Regions from separate parts of the Mus musculus genome. Here region 2 is linked to region 1. The links are chromatin contacts, called in public HiChIP or PLAC-seq maps. All regions are on one chromosome and are shown on one strand. Each heading gives the region's core, a stretch centred on a gene start, on an enhancer-like site or on the middle of the called end of the contact. The rest is flanking DNA. Distances are from core to core; before and after follow the strand shown. Region 1 holds the start of Txnrd1 (thioredoxin reductase 1). Region 2 overlaps Washc4 (WASH complex subunit 4).

Region 1 (6,232 bases), core at 1,713-4,212:
GACCAAGGGCTGTCTTTGCAGGCGAAGGTGTTGTATGGAGAAAGCAAGAGCTGTGAGAACCTTGCTTTTCTTCTACTGGGAGCCATAGTAAAGACTTCAGTGGTTTGCTGACCACGGGGGTGGGGGTGTTTGTGGGGGTGGGGGTGTTGAATGCTGGGGAGTCCCGTCTGGCCGATTCTGGTTTCTTAAGTCAGAAACTAGGTCATGAGCAGAGGGAGGGCAAGATGCGGTAGTGATGTTAGAAATTCGAGAAAAGAAGGAAAAAATAAAAGAGGCATCGTGGCAGCTGGGGAAATATGACAGGAAGAAAGAATTGCTGGGCAGGGCCAGCAATTGTGTTTCTCCAACAATGGTTTGCTGCCTAAGTAGGGTGCAGACTATGTGGACAGCTAGCACTAACAATAGTGGGTTTTAGCCAGGGGGTGGGGGCAGGGAGCAGCAGCACACATCTTTATTAGTCCCAGCACTTGGGAGGCAAGAGACAAGGGGATCTCTGAGTTTGAGGCTAGCCTGGTTTACAGAGCAAGTTCCAGGACAGCCAGGGCTACACAGAGAAACCCTGTTTTTTTTTTTTTTTTTTTTTGTTTGTTTGATTTATTTATTTATTTATTTATTTATTTGGGCGTCAGATCTCGTTACGGATGGTTGTGAGCCACCATGTGGTTGCTGGGATTTGAACTCCAGACCTTCGGAAGAGCAGTCGGGTGCTCTTACCCACTGAGCCATCTCACCAGCCCGAGAAACCCTGTTTTGACAAAACAAAACAAACAAACCTCTCCAAACAAGGGTGGGTCTTACCTTGTCTGGACCATTGAGAAACGTAGCCTTGATCTCAAGGGGCCCTAGAGAGATGAAGGTGTGAGCAGTGATTATTGTACCTGAGTGCGCTCTCTCTAGGTGGGGTGTTTTATACTGCTGTTGATGCAGTAGGGCCCCCGATCATCTATCTCAGCTGAGATGACAGTTCAGAAACAGAAGGATTTCGCATTGTTTTCTGGGCTATGATACCGCATTCTGGAGAGACAAGAAATCAAACACGGGGTTGCTTTACAAACGTTTGGATAGATTTAGAAGATGTGCAGTTATTTATTAGTAGGTACTTGGGGACCACAGAGAGCAAGGGACAGTTAATCCTCCGTGGGAACCCCACCCAGAGGAGGTGACTTTTCAAATGAATATTGACAGACTAGACATTGGTTTTCAAGGAAGAAAGATAAGAACGTGCACAGTCAAAGCCGTTTAAGGTGTTTGAGTAGACAATGAGCAGTCCTTGAGCTATGGGGAAAGGTAAGGAGGAACTGCTTTTAAACTGGACCAGGGTAGAGCTCTCTGCATCTCCTCACAACAGGGAAGCTGTTTTAGCCACTTGTGCTATAGTCTGCTTATCTTAAGAGCAGTGGGGAGTTGCAGTGGCATATGTAGTCTTTTCTAATAAGCTGTTAGAAAAAAAAATCTCAACTGGGGCTGGAGAGGTGGCTCAGTGGTTAAGAGCACTGACTGCTCTCCCAGAGGTCCTGAGTTCAATTCCCAGTAACCACATGTTGGCTCACAACCATCTGTAATGTCTGAAGACAGTGACAGTGTACTCAAATACATAAAATAAATAAATCTTTAAAAAAAGAAAAAGTAACATCTCAACTGTGATCCCTCTCTGACCAGTCCATGTAAGACACTTTCAGGGTCAAGCTATTAGAATCCTATAATCACAGCATTAGTACATTATTGTAACTTAGTGATAGAAGAGCCTCTCTCTACCCTGTCGTACTCTTGAAACAAGTTGCACTGTCTGTATTTTTAAGAAGGGGGTGTTCATGACCTTCCTTTACAGACTGTCCCAATGTGCAGTGCCTGAAATACGGCAAACAGAGCTTGGCTGGGGAGCCAGGGGTAATCAGATTTGCCATCCCTTGGTCCTTAACTACGTTTGCCCTGAACACTTTGGAGCTAGACACTTTGTAGCCAGTCCTGACACTTGCGTATCAGGGGCTGCTCCGGTTCAAGCACTGCTTGTACACACACAAGAAATGAGCAGCGGGCAGTGTGGGCTAAGTATCTGGTCAGCCTGGCAGCCTGTGTGTCCGTTTATGCAAGTTTCTTACTGTCACCTTGGAAGAGCCTAGAAGGAAAGTGGGGAGGCCAGTTCTCAGAAGGCGTGGCTTCAGGCTGGCAACCTTCTCACCTAGTTTTTTTTTTTTTTTTTTTTCCATAGTGGGTCAGACAATTCATTCATTCATTCACCAAGCATTCTTAGTAGCCTAGAGGCAGGAGGCATGAAAGGACAAGGCCTTCTTTGGTCGATGCTGGTGGTGGTGTGCCAAGTGTTTTCCTTAAGGTGAACCCCCAAGCCCGATTGGGACGAGGAGGAAGTATTGTAAGGGGAACTAGTCATTTCTTCTCAGGGTAACTCAGGATGAAGTAGGCATAGCTTTAAAAAACCAGGGAACTTCCTTAAGAGAATCACCAGACTTGACTAATCCATTACCTTAGGTCACTGCCGCCTTTGCAGTCAATTAGATTAACTTTTGGATTTTTTTTTTTTTTTTTTTTAAGAAAACAACTATTTGGCAGGGTCACAGCCAGTGCCAGGGGCATCAGATCGTCTGTATGGGTGCCGGGCGTCAATATTTTTAAAATTCCTCATGTGACTAACGCAAGCTTGTGTAGATAGCAGCGCCTTAGGGCTGAGCCCGGGTTACTCACTCCACACTCTTACTCGATTCTGGTTCCCAACATTCTTTGAATAGCAGCCGCGGCCTTTGGGTCGGGGGGCGGTTCCGAGCAGCGAGGATGTTGTACGGTCCAATTAGGAGCTCTCACTTTGCGGGGACAACCGGGACAGGTTGCCGGGGCTGCGCGGGGACTGGATTTTTGCTTTGTCATTCTGACACGGGCAGTTCGCCCGCCTACTAAGAGCAGGGCGTGGCTTCCCGGAGCCACTAGGAACCCGCAGCTCTTTATCCTCAGTTTGCTTCCGTCAGGCCTCGCGTCCACGCGGGAGGTGCGGGACGCCGACACCGCGGGGCGAGAAGAGCTGGTGGTTTCACCTTCCTTGTTCATGTAAGCTCTGTGTCAGCGTGGAGCTGACCGCTGGGGACCTGGGATGCCCGGGACGGTCGCTGGCGGGCCTGGGAGCATCGCTCCGGGGTGGTGCTTTGGAAATGTCCGGGAGGGGATCGTTTAATGTGCGACTGAGCAGGCTGGGAACAAGCTAGGGTAAGCAGAAGACAGCCCGGGTCACAAGCTTCAGGATATGAGGACTTGGGTCTGGCCCTTGTCTGCTGATGCCTGGCAACCAGAGAAAGTGGGTATTCTTTGTAGAGCAGTGATCTTGAGGTATATATAACACTGTGACGAGTAAGTATATAAATCCGTGATAACATTAAGGAGTTTCATGCCTTTACAAATGTTTCCACTTCCTAAGCCCCATGAAATTCCTTGGAATTGGCAATCGCATGTTTCCTAGTGGCTTGCCCTTCTTGACCCAGGCAGTTAAACAGGGCAGCTGGGACTACAGCACAGCCTTTCCCTAACTGAAGGAGGCGGTGCAGACTAGTACAGAGCAGAGACAATCCTGCCTGGATTGAGTCTCGCCTCCAATGTTGACCGGCAGCTCGAACTTGCCCAAGTTGGTTGACAATATGTAGCTCGGTTTCCTTTACCTATGAAATGGACATGGTAATTTGGTAATACATCTAAAAGTACATTGTGAAGACTAAATGTTTATATATATATAATGCTATAGCACTTTGTAAATATATCTCACTGTTGGTACTAGTACTGAATAACTATGCTTTTAAGTGCTGGTGTCAGTATATATGACATACTGACACTACACACACACACACACACACACACACACACACACACACACACATATTCATTCATTTAGCTGTGGGCTACATTTTCAATAGTTCCAGACTTTTCCGAGTTCATTACTTTGTGAAATAGGACCATCCTCCTCTGATGTCATCCAGAGCGGATGGATAGCGTCTTTGTGGACCTTCGTTTTGCCCGCGGTTTCAGATTCCAGGAAGCCCTGGGTGTTGCATTCACCCGGCGCAGCGATCAAAAACCAGACCACGCAGTGTTAATGTTAGGTGGCTACGAGGCTGGTGTTTTTAGCCGCCATGCAGAGCTTTTCTGAGTTCTGGGGGTCCTGGAGTCTTGCTGGCCCGGCTGCTTAAGGGTCGGAGTCCACTGGCGAGAGTGACCCAGGGCGCGTGGCGTCCCGGAAGCCCCGCCCGGAGGAAGGCTCACTGCCGCTCTGCTTTGTGCCACAGAGGGCGGCGGGGCCTTGCAGCGGCGCGGGCGAGCGGAAAGGCCGCGGGAGGCGGCGAGCCAGCGGAAGGTGCGACCGGCGGAGGGCGGCCATGGTCCAGCCCTGAAGGTAGGAGCTGCGCAGGTTCCCCGATCTCCGGCGCTGGGACACTGCAGGCTGGCGACCCACGTGCTCAGATCTCTGAACCGGGAGGAGCCAAGCCAAGCCATTTCTTCTTTTGTTCCCTTTGCTCGGGTTTTCCCTCTTACATTCTTTAGCGTCAGGGTGAATAGTATGGGGAAGTCTTGAGAAAAAAACGCGTCAGGAAATACTTACCCCTTCCTCATCAGGCCGCCCTATCACCTTCCTCTTAATTCTCAGAGGCATGGGGTACCAAGAAACACAGGCTCTGGGAAACAACCACGAGTCCCATGGGTTGAATTTGTTTCCCGTCAGGCATTTCTTTCTCTAGCTCAGAGTTGAGTGGATATAAAAGAACCTAGATCTACCCTTCTGTGGCAAGTATGCTGGTCATCATTTTCTGGTCCGTCGGTGGAGGGGTGACAGCCTGCAGAATTGCAAAAATGTATGATGAGACACCAGGCAGTGTGTTGAAGTCGGAGGACATTGTGGAGTCGGTTCTTAACGTCCCTATGTGGATCCTGGGGATCAAACCCCAGTCGCCACACTTGTTTGCAAGCACCTTCCCTCAGTGAGCCATCTCGCCAGCCCCTCTGTGATTTTTCAGAAGTAAAAGATACAGGAACATTTGCTTTCTTAGTAAACCTGAGGCCTGCTAGGTGTAAAAACACTTAGATGTATGTGTCACTAAGAAGAACATTAACAATTACTTTGTATTTTTATTTAGTCTTCTACCAGAAACATCTTTGAAGAGTGAATATAGGGACTGGAAGTAGATTTCAAAGGTGAATAGCAAATGGGTGGGAACTAATTAAGGGAGCTAAAAGGCTTTTCCTTTAGTTAAAGCACTTGCTCCCCTTAGGCCTTCAGTTTTCAAGTTAAATAACAAAGACCTGGCCGAGGTCTTGGGGGTGGGGATTCTGCCTGTGTTGTAAATGTATATTGAGAAGTTTCTCCATAACCTTAACCCCCCCCCCCATGATTTTTAACACCAGTGGGGTGGGAGTAAAAAAAAAGCCTTTATAAGCTTTGGGATGAACTTTGTTGTCCTGTTTCTCTGACTTTAGTTTCGGGGCCATGAGTGGCGTTTGTAACCTGTACTTCCTATTTGCTACATATGTAGAGCTTAAGTAAACCAGCTGTTCTGTGTCCTACTTTCTCCTGGTTTTCATGAGTGCTAAGAAAAAACTGTGGAAAGAGACAGAACAGGTGAGGCGACTGATTGGCTTGAGTCTCTTGAGCCACTTGCTAGCCACAGTGAGTCCATTATAGGAGATGAGGGAGGGAGATCTTTGGAAGGACTCAGTGGGCACAGCTGACTTTTTTTTTTTTAAAGATTTATTTATTTATTTTATATATGAGTACACTGTAGCTGTACAGATGGTTGTGAGTCTTCATGTGGTTGTTGGGAATTGAATTTTAGGACCTCTACTTCCTCCTGTCAATCCCCCTTGCTCTGGTCAGCCCCTACTCGGCCTCGCTTGCTCCGGCCCAAAAATTTATTTATTATTATACATAAGTACACTGTAGCTGACTTCAGACACACCAGAAGAGGGCGTCAGATCTCATTATGGGTGGTTGTGAGCCAACATGTGATTGCTGGGATTTGAACTCAGGACCTTCGGAAGATCAGTCAGTACTCTTACCCGCTGAGCCACCTCGCCAGCACCCACAGCTAACTTCTTAAGGGGGGGAGTTTGAATAAATGTTTCCTCTCCCTCTTTTTTCTCTCACTTTTTTTGGTGCAAGTGCCAGGATTGAACAGGGCTGTAAACATTCTAGGTAAGTGTTCTAACACAGAGGTATATCAGCCTTCAGTGGGTAATGCTGGGA
Region 2 (6,232 bases), core at 1,477-3,976, 710 kb after region 1:
CTTATACTGTGTGACTGAGGCAGGGGAGTGAGGCATGTGTAACATGGGTATGTGATAGGTCCTGCTTTATCTGGGTAGGGGCTCAGTTTAACCCATGCAGATAACAGTAATAAGGATGTTTCACCCCCCACCCCAGTGACAGGCATGAGGTGAGTATATTTATACTTGTTTAAAGTCCTCCTGAGGGCCTGAGTTTTCTAACTACTGCATAAGGTTAATATGGGGTTTGAATGAACTAATTTGTGTCAAGTTTAGCACAGTTATTGGTATAGCATAAACATTCAAATTAGCTTTTAAATTTAGATTCTGGCTTCTTTTACTATTTTTTTTCCATTAAAACCAAAACCTATATGTGCCTGGCTCTGTATGCCATGTATGTGTAGGTGCCCACAGAGGCCGATCCCCTGGAGCTGGAGTTGTAACTTGAGTTGTGAGCTGCCATGTGGGTGCTGAGAACTAAACTCGGGTTCTTGGCAAGAGTAGAAAGTGCTCTTAACTGCTGAGCATCTTGCTAGCCTCTGTTCCCATTGTTTTTACTCTCACTGAAGATGTTGTCTTCTTCCTCCTGCATCATTATAGTTGCTTTATAGATGTTTTCTTTACGATGGCTTATTTTTAACACATTAGGCAAAGTGATAGTGATCCTTAGAACCATTCCTCTCCAGTGGCTTCTCTTAGACAAGACCTTAGCCTAGTCCCTCCCCCTCCCACCCTCCCTCTATGTCTGATCTGCTCTTCTGTCCCTCTTTCTCTTTGCACTCTAGCCATCCTGGGTTTTTGTTATTACTGAACAAGCTGGGTATAGTTCCCAAAGCCTTAGGGCTTTTGTACTTGTTTTGCACATCTTATTAATCTGGCTAGATCATGGCTCAGAATCATCCACACTATGATCATGTTACTTAAAATTATAGAATTACCTCAGGCCCTGGTCTGTGTCCCTGTCTGCCCCCGCGTCCCCCAGGATGTATCACCAGACACTTAAAAATGGTTTTGACTTTGGTTATTGCTTTAGCCTATAACTGTCCTTCCTAGAATCCAAGCTTTGTGGTGCCAGGAGTTTTCATCTGCTGTGCTCTCAGCTAGAATTAATGTCTGTCTTGCATAGGTACTCACTGCATAGTTATAAGTTCAGTAACTTATGTGTGCATATAGGATTCCTTTTGAAGGCTTGAGCATACAATTACTGCTGGAAGGGGTATTTTACTCTTGTCATATGAGACGTGGACATATATTTTTGTGTTCCTTTGCTAGAGATGTGCAGTCTTACTACGTCTTTGTGAGCTCATGGATGATGAAGATGGAGTCTATGTTATCTAAAGAGCAGAGGATGGATACATTTGCTGAAGACCTCACCAACAGATGCAATGTTTTCATACAGGTAGTTGTGTGTTCTTAGAATGTTTTGGGTATAATTTCAAATTTGTGACTTGAATTTACAGGAGTTACACTCGGCCACAACTCTGGAAAGGAGGGTTATGTTTATATTTAAACAGAATGAGGAGCTACAGAGATAGCTCGCGGTGGGAGCACTTGCTCCTGCAAAGATCCCATGTTTGATTGCCTGGCTTTAGGGGAGTCAGTGCCTCTAGCTCCCTGGGTAAGTACATTTATGTTTATGAAAGGCGAGGTCCTGAAGAGCACACTCGGGCCGTCAAGCTTAGCCGCAAGTGCCCTTACCTGCTTGCCAGCGCTCCTTTGGGTGTTCTTGAAAGATTATCTTTTTATTTCCAGATACATGAGGATTTCTTTTACCTTTAATTTAAAAGATTACATGTATTTAGTCTGTGTGCAACTGTATTAATATCAGACACAAATGATCTCCAACAAAAAGCATCACTAGAGATCAACATGTCCCAGGAAGTAGCAATACATGTTGCTCTCTACTGATGCTTTCTGTTGGAGATCATTTGTGTCGGATACTAACGCCGTTGCACAGTGTTTCTTTTGGCTAATGTCTACATGATGTGTCTTTACTGAGCCTTCCATGCAGCCTTTGTAGCTTCTTACATGGAATGTGTGTCTTCTGTAAACAGTGTATATTTTCCCTCAGTCTGGTTTTGTTTGGTTTGTGAGTGAGAGAGTGAGTGTACGTGTGTGGATGCGCTTGATTCTGTGGATGTATGTGGAGGACAGAGCTTAGTATTAGATGTCTTCCTCAATTGTTCTTCACCTCACTTTTGAGGTAGTCTCTCACTGAACCTGGAGCTCACTGTTTGAGCTGGAGCAGCCGAGTAGCAATTCCTTTGGGAGATGTCTGTTCCTCTAAGCTAGGTTTATAGACAGGCACCCCTGTGCCCAGCTTTTTAAATGGGTCTAGTGACCTGAACTTGGGCACCCTTGAGTGTGTTGCCCACTGAGCCATTTCCTTAGCCACCATCTTTGTCTTCTTATCGGGCCATGAGCTGGTTTCTGCCCTTGTTCTCTGTTTCTGACAGAGCCTCTGAGAAGCAGCTTCAGTGTCAGCCTCACTGCTCTAGGTTCCCCCCAGAGCTTGACCACTCACTTCCTCATTTTCCTGGGAGCTCTTTGATGCTTTCCGCGAGTGTTACCAAGCTCTTCTAATGGTTCTTACTAGGAAAGTCATCTGTGTTATGTATTCTGTCCGTAACAGTAAAGACAAACAGGTTGTTTGTGGCGTGAGCAGTTAACATACTTGAAGACTCCCACCAAAAGCTGCTCTCTCTTTTTTTAGATTTATTTTTATTTATTATTATATGTAAGTACACTGTAGCTGTTTTCAGGCATTCCAGAAGAGGGCACCAAATCACATTACAGATGGTTGTGAGGCACCATGTGGTTGCTGGGATTTGAACTCAGGATCTTCGGCGCTGAGCCATCTCACTAGCCCAAGGCTTCTCTGTCTTGCCTGCCTTGGATGCTTACCATTTCTTATTCTGCTTTTAGCTTTCCCAGTGGTACATAAAAGTGCAGTCTAATGTGATAATCCTCTAGCTGACAAGGTAAAACTAGAGTATGTCACAAGCCTCAGTCTTGTGCCACTCTCTCAGGACACTGTCCTCTGTTATATTCCTTTGTTCTCTAAATTGAGCACATCTCTTCAACACAGAGCTAGTAAGGTTCAGGGAAACTGGCTCTGCCACTTTGCTAGTCAGAAATAGTCAATCCTGGATTAGTGCTTTCTTACATGTGCTTAGGAAGCAGACTAGCAGGCACTTAGCCAAATTAATCAAAGGACAGAAGAGAAGATCTAAATTAATAAAATTACACATAGAGGGGAGGATTACAACAGACACTGAGGACATTCAGAGAATGATAAGACATATTTAACCTGTAAAGTAGTAGGATATAAACTTAGCCCACAGAAGTCAGCCGTCTTCTTATATACAAATGACAGACATAGTGGAAGTCAGGAAACAGTGTCTTTTATAATAGCTTAAAAAAATATGTGTATCTTGGGATAACTCTAACCAAACAAGTGAAAGACTTATACAATAAAAATGTTGAGAGTGAAGAAAAGAAATTGAAGACACCAGAAGATGGAAAGACCACCTATTCTTTTGGATTAATAGTATGAAAATGCCCGTTTTACAAAAGGCAATCTTTAGATTCAATACAATTCCCATCAAAATACCAACACAGTTCTAAGTAGAAATTGAACAAAACAATCTTCAACTGCATATGGAAACACAAAAGCTTAGGATGGTTAAAATAATCCTGAATAATAAAAGAACTGCCAGACATATGATCATCCCAGATACCAAGTTGTAATACAGAGCCGTAATAATAAAAGTGGCATGGTTGTGGCCTACAAACAGACACGTTATCAGTGGAATCAAATTGAAGACCCAGATATCACACACACACACACCTACTTGTGGACACCTCGTTTGAACAAAAAGTCAAAAGTAGACACTGGAGAAAAGACGGTATCTTCAGCAAGTGTTGGTGCTGGTCAAGCGATGGATACATGTAGAAAAATTCAGTAGACCCATTCTGTACTGTACAATAGACCCATACTGTACAAAACTCAACTACAGAGGAGTCAGGGGCCTCAGCATAAGAGCAGTTTCCCAAATCTGAGAAGTGAAAGTAAGAATAGATTTAAACTCATTGGCACAAGAAGGATTTTCTGGACAGGACACTGGTAGCATTGGCCCAAAGACCAGTGATGAATAAATGGAAGTCCATTAGCTGGGAAGCTCAGGGACTCAAAGGACTCTATCACTGGGGCAGAGTGACAGCTAAAGAACTGGAAAACATCTTTACCGATTGCCAGTCTGATAGAAGGTTAATATCTAAAATACATAAAGACTAAAAATACTGACCATCCAGAAAATAACCCAGTTAAATGGAGTACAGAGCTAAGCAAAGAAAGATGAGGCACAGATAGCTGAGAACAAAGCAGTACTACATCCTTCGCCATCGGGGAAATAGAAATTACAACTACTTTGGGATTTCATCTAATCCCATTCAGAATGGCCAAGATATAAAACAGAAGATGGCTGTTGAGGATGAGGGAAAGGAGAGCATTCATTCATTGGTAGGAGTGCAAACATGTACAGCCAATCAGTGTGGTTCCTCAGGAAGTCAGGAATCAGTCAACCTCAAGATCCAGCTATCTGCTCTTGGGAATAAGGACTCTATATCTTACTGCAGAGATTCCTGCTCATCCATGGTCACTGCCCCTCTATTCATAATAGCCAGGAAGTGGACACAGCATAGACGTTCCTCAGCAGAAGAATGGATAATGAAGATGGGGACACTTATACAGTGGAATATCGCTCAGCTGTTAAGAAACATAAAATGATGAAATTTGTAGATGGAGCTAGAAAAGAACATTTTGAGTGAGGTAACCCAGACCCTCAGAAGATGAGTATGTGTTTGCATCTGAATAACTAAGAGGTCAGGTACCAGGGGGAAGAGGAGGGTCTCCCCAGGAAGGGAAAATAGAATATAGTGTTATGTATTGATAAAGAGAAGTCTAGAATAGGAGAGTTAGCTCGGAGACTGTGGCATCACACAAAAGACCATTACAATTTCTAGCCAGAGGGAGTTTCAGTAGTGAGATGGGAAAGTGGATACAGGATCCCACCCCTAACCAAGAAAATATTTGCTATTGATACCTGCTGGCAAAAGGAAAAAAATCAACCACATTCAGGGCCCATGTCCAGGAGCTGTTGGCCAACATAAAACAAATTACATGTTTTTATATGTATATGTACTTCTGCCCCCCTCCATACCCTCCCGTTTTTGTTTTATATGGTTTTTGTGGGCTTTTGTTTGTTGTTTTGTATTTATTTGAGTAGGTAGGAAGGCAGAGAGGATCTGCAGAGAACTAGGGAAGGGGAAAACATCCAAATACTGTATGAAAAAAATTTTTTTAAAGATATATTTATTTTATTTATATGAGTATACTGTCACTCTCTTCAGACACACCAGAAAAAGGCATCAGATCCCATTACAGATGTTTGTGAGCCACCATGTGGTTGCCAGGAATTGAACCCAAGACCTCTGGAAGAGCAGTCGGTGCTCTTAACTGCTGAACCATCTCTCCAGCCCCCCAAAATTTGTTTTACTTTAAAAAGAAACTAAAGAAAAATGTATATGAATGTGTTTGTCGTTTCAAATCCTTTGGAGGTTTAAATGAAAACATGTGAGGGGCTGGAAAAATGGCCCAACAGTTAAAAGAGCTTGGTACTTTTTCAGAGGGCCTGTGTTCAGATTTCTACCCCTCACAACCATCAGTAACTCCAGCTCCAGCAGAGCCAGTGGCCTCTATGGACACCTGGACACACACACACACTCTTAAATGTATAATCCCATTCATTATCTTACTTACTATTTAGTCTCCCTGGAGTTTAGAGGAATTGGAGTTTAGAGGAGTTAAAAAATACTTTTAAGTAGCAAAAGACTTCTGTGCTCCTTCCTAACAGAAGAGGAGGAGAGAATGCGTTCTAGTTCTTGGGTTAGATGAGAGGAAAGTGACAAGAGGCAGATAGTAGGTGGCCTGTGGAATTGGGCTGGGCCAGCGGTTCTTCACCTGCTGAGCTGGGTACCCTCCTATTGTGGTGACCCCAGCTGTGAAATTGTTCTGTTAGTACGTAGCCTGGTTGTGCTGCTTTTTGGAAGCACAATGTAAGTGTCTGACGCACAGGCTGAGCGCTGCTGTCCAGGCAGAGAGGAAGGGTGCTGTTAGCTCGAGGTTCAGAAGCTCCTTTGCATGTCTGCAGTGTTCAGGGAAGCAGCTTTGCCCACCTGTCAGTTTCCTTAG

What was found. HiChIP or PLAC-seq counts read pairs in DNA pulled down with a chosen protein or histone mark.
Region 2: an H3K4me3 HiChIP or PLAC-seq map of bone marrow-derived macrophages shows a contact between it and region 1, with 4 times the contacts expected there. The contact joins the enhancer-like site here to the promoter of Txnrd1 in region 1. A contact is called at or near these places in 3 of 484 Hi-C or Micro-C datasets (bone marrow-derived macrophages and embryonic stem cells), 9 of 115 datasets of contacts at active chromatin or transcription factors (the 230-238 cell line, bone marrow-derived macrophages, embryonic midbrain and 6 more) and 1 of 9 other capture datasets (adipose tissue).

The regions. Positions count from the first base shown.
Region 1 is chr10:82,856,244-82,862,475 of GRCm38.p6, forward strand. It overlaps Txnrd1 (thioredoxin reductase 1), which reads left to right and starts at 2,963. Exons shown (of 15, transcript NM_001042513.1): 1 at 2,963-3,057; 2 at 4,281-4,387. It overlaps Gm38560 (predicted gene, 38560), which reads right to left and starts at 2,765. Exons shown (of 4, transcript NR_156010.1): 1 at 2,714-2,765; 2 at 879-1,014.
Region 2 is chr10:83,563,160-83,569,391 of GRCm38.p6, forward strand. Washc4 (WASH complex subunit 4) reads left to right here. Exons shown (of 33, transcript NM_001033375.2): 14 at 1,252-1,378. Among named protein-coding and RNA genes, the nearest start is that of Washc4, 22 kb to the left of the region's middle. Within about 2 kb of position 2,727, at least 17 of the 459 cell types and tissues checked have an H3K27ac peak or open chromatin away from gene starts, as enhancers often do. A contact at or near this core is called in the 230-238 cell line and bone marrow-derived macrophages, where this site is marked.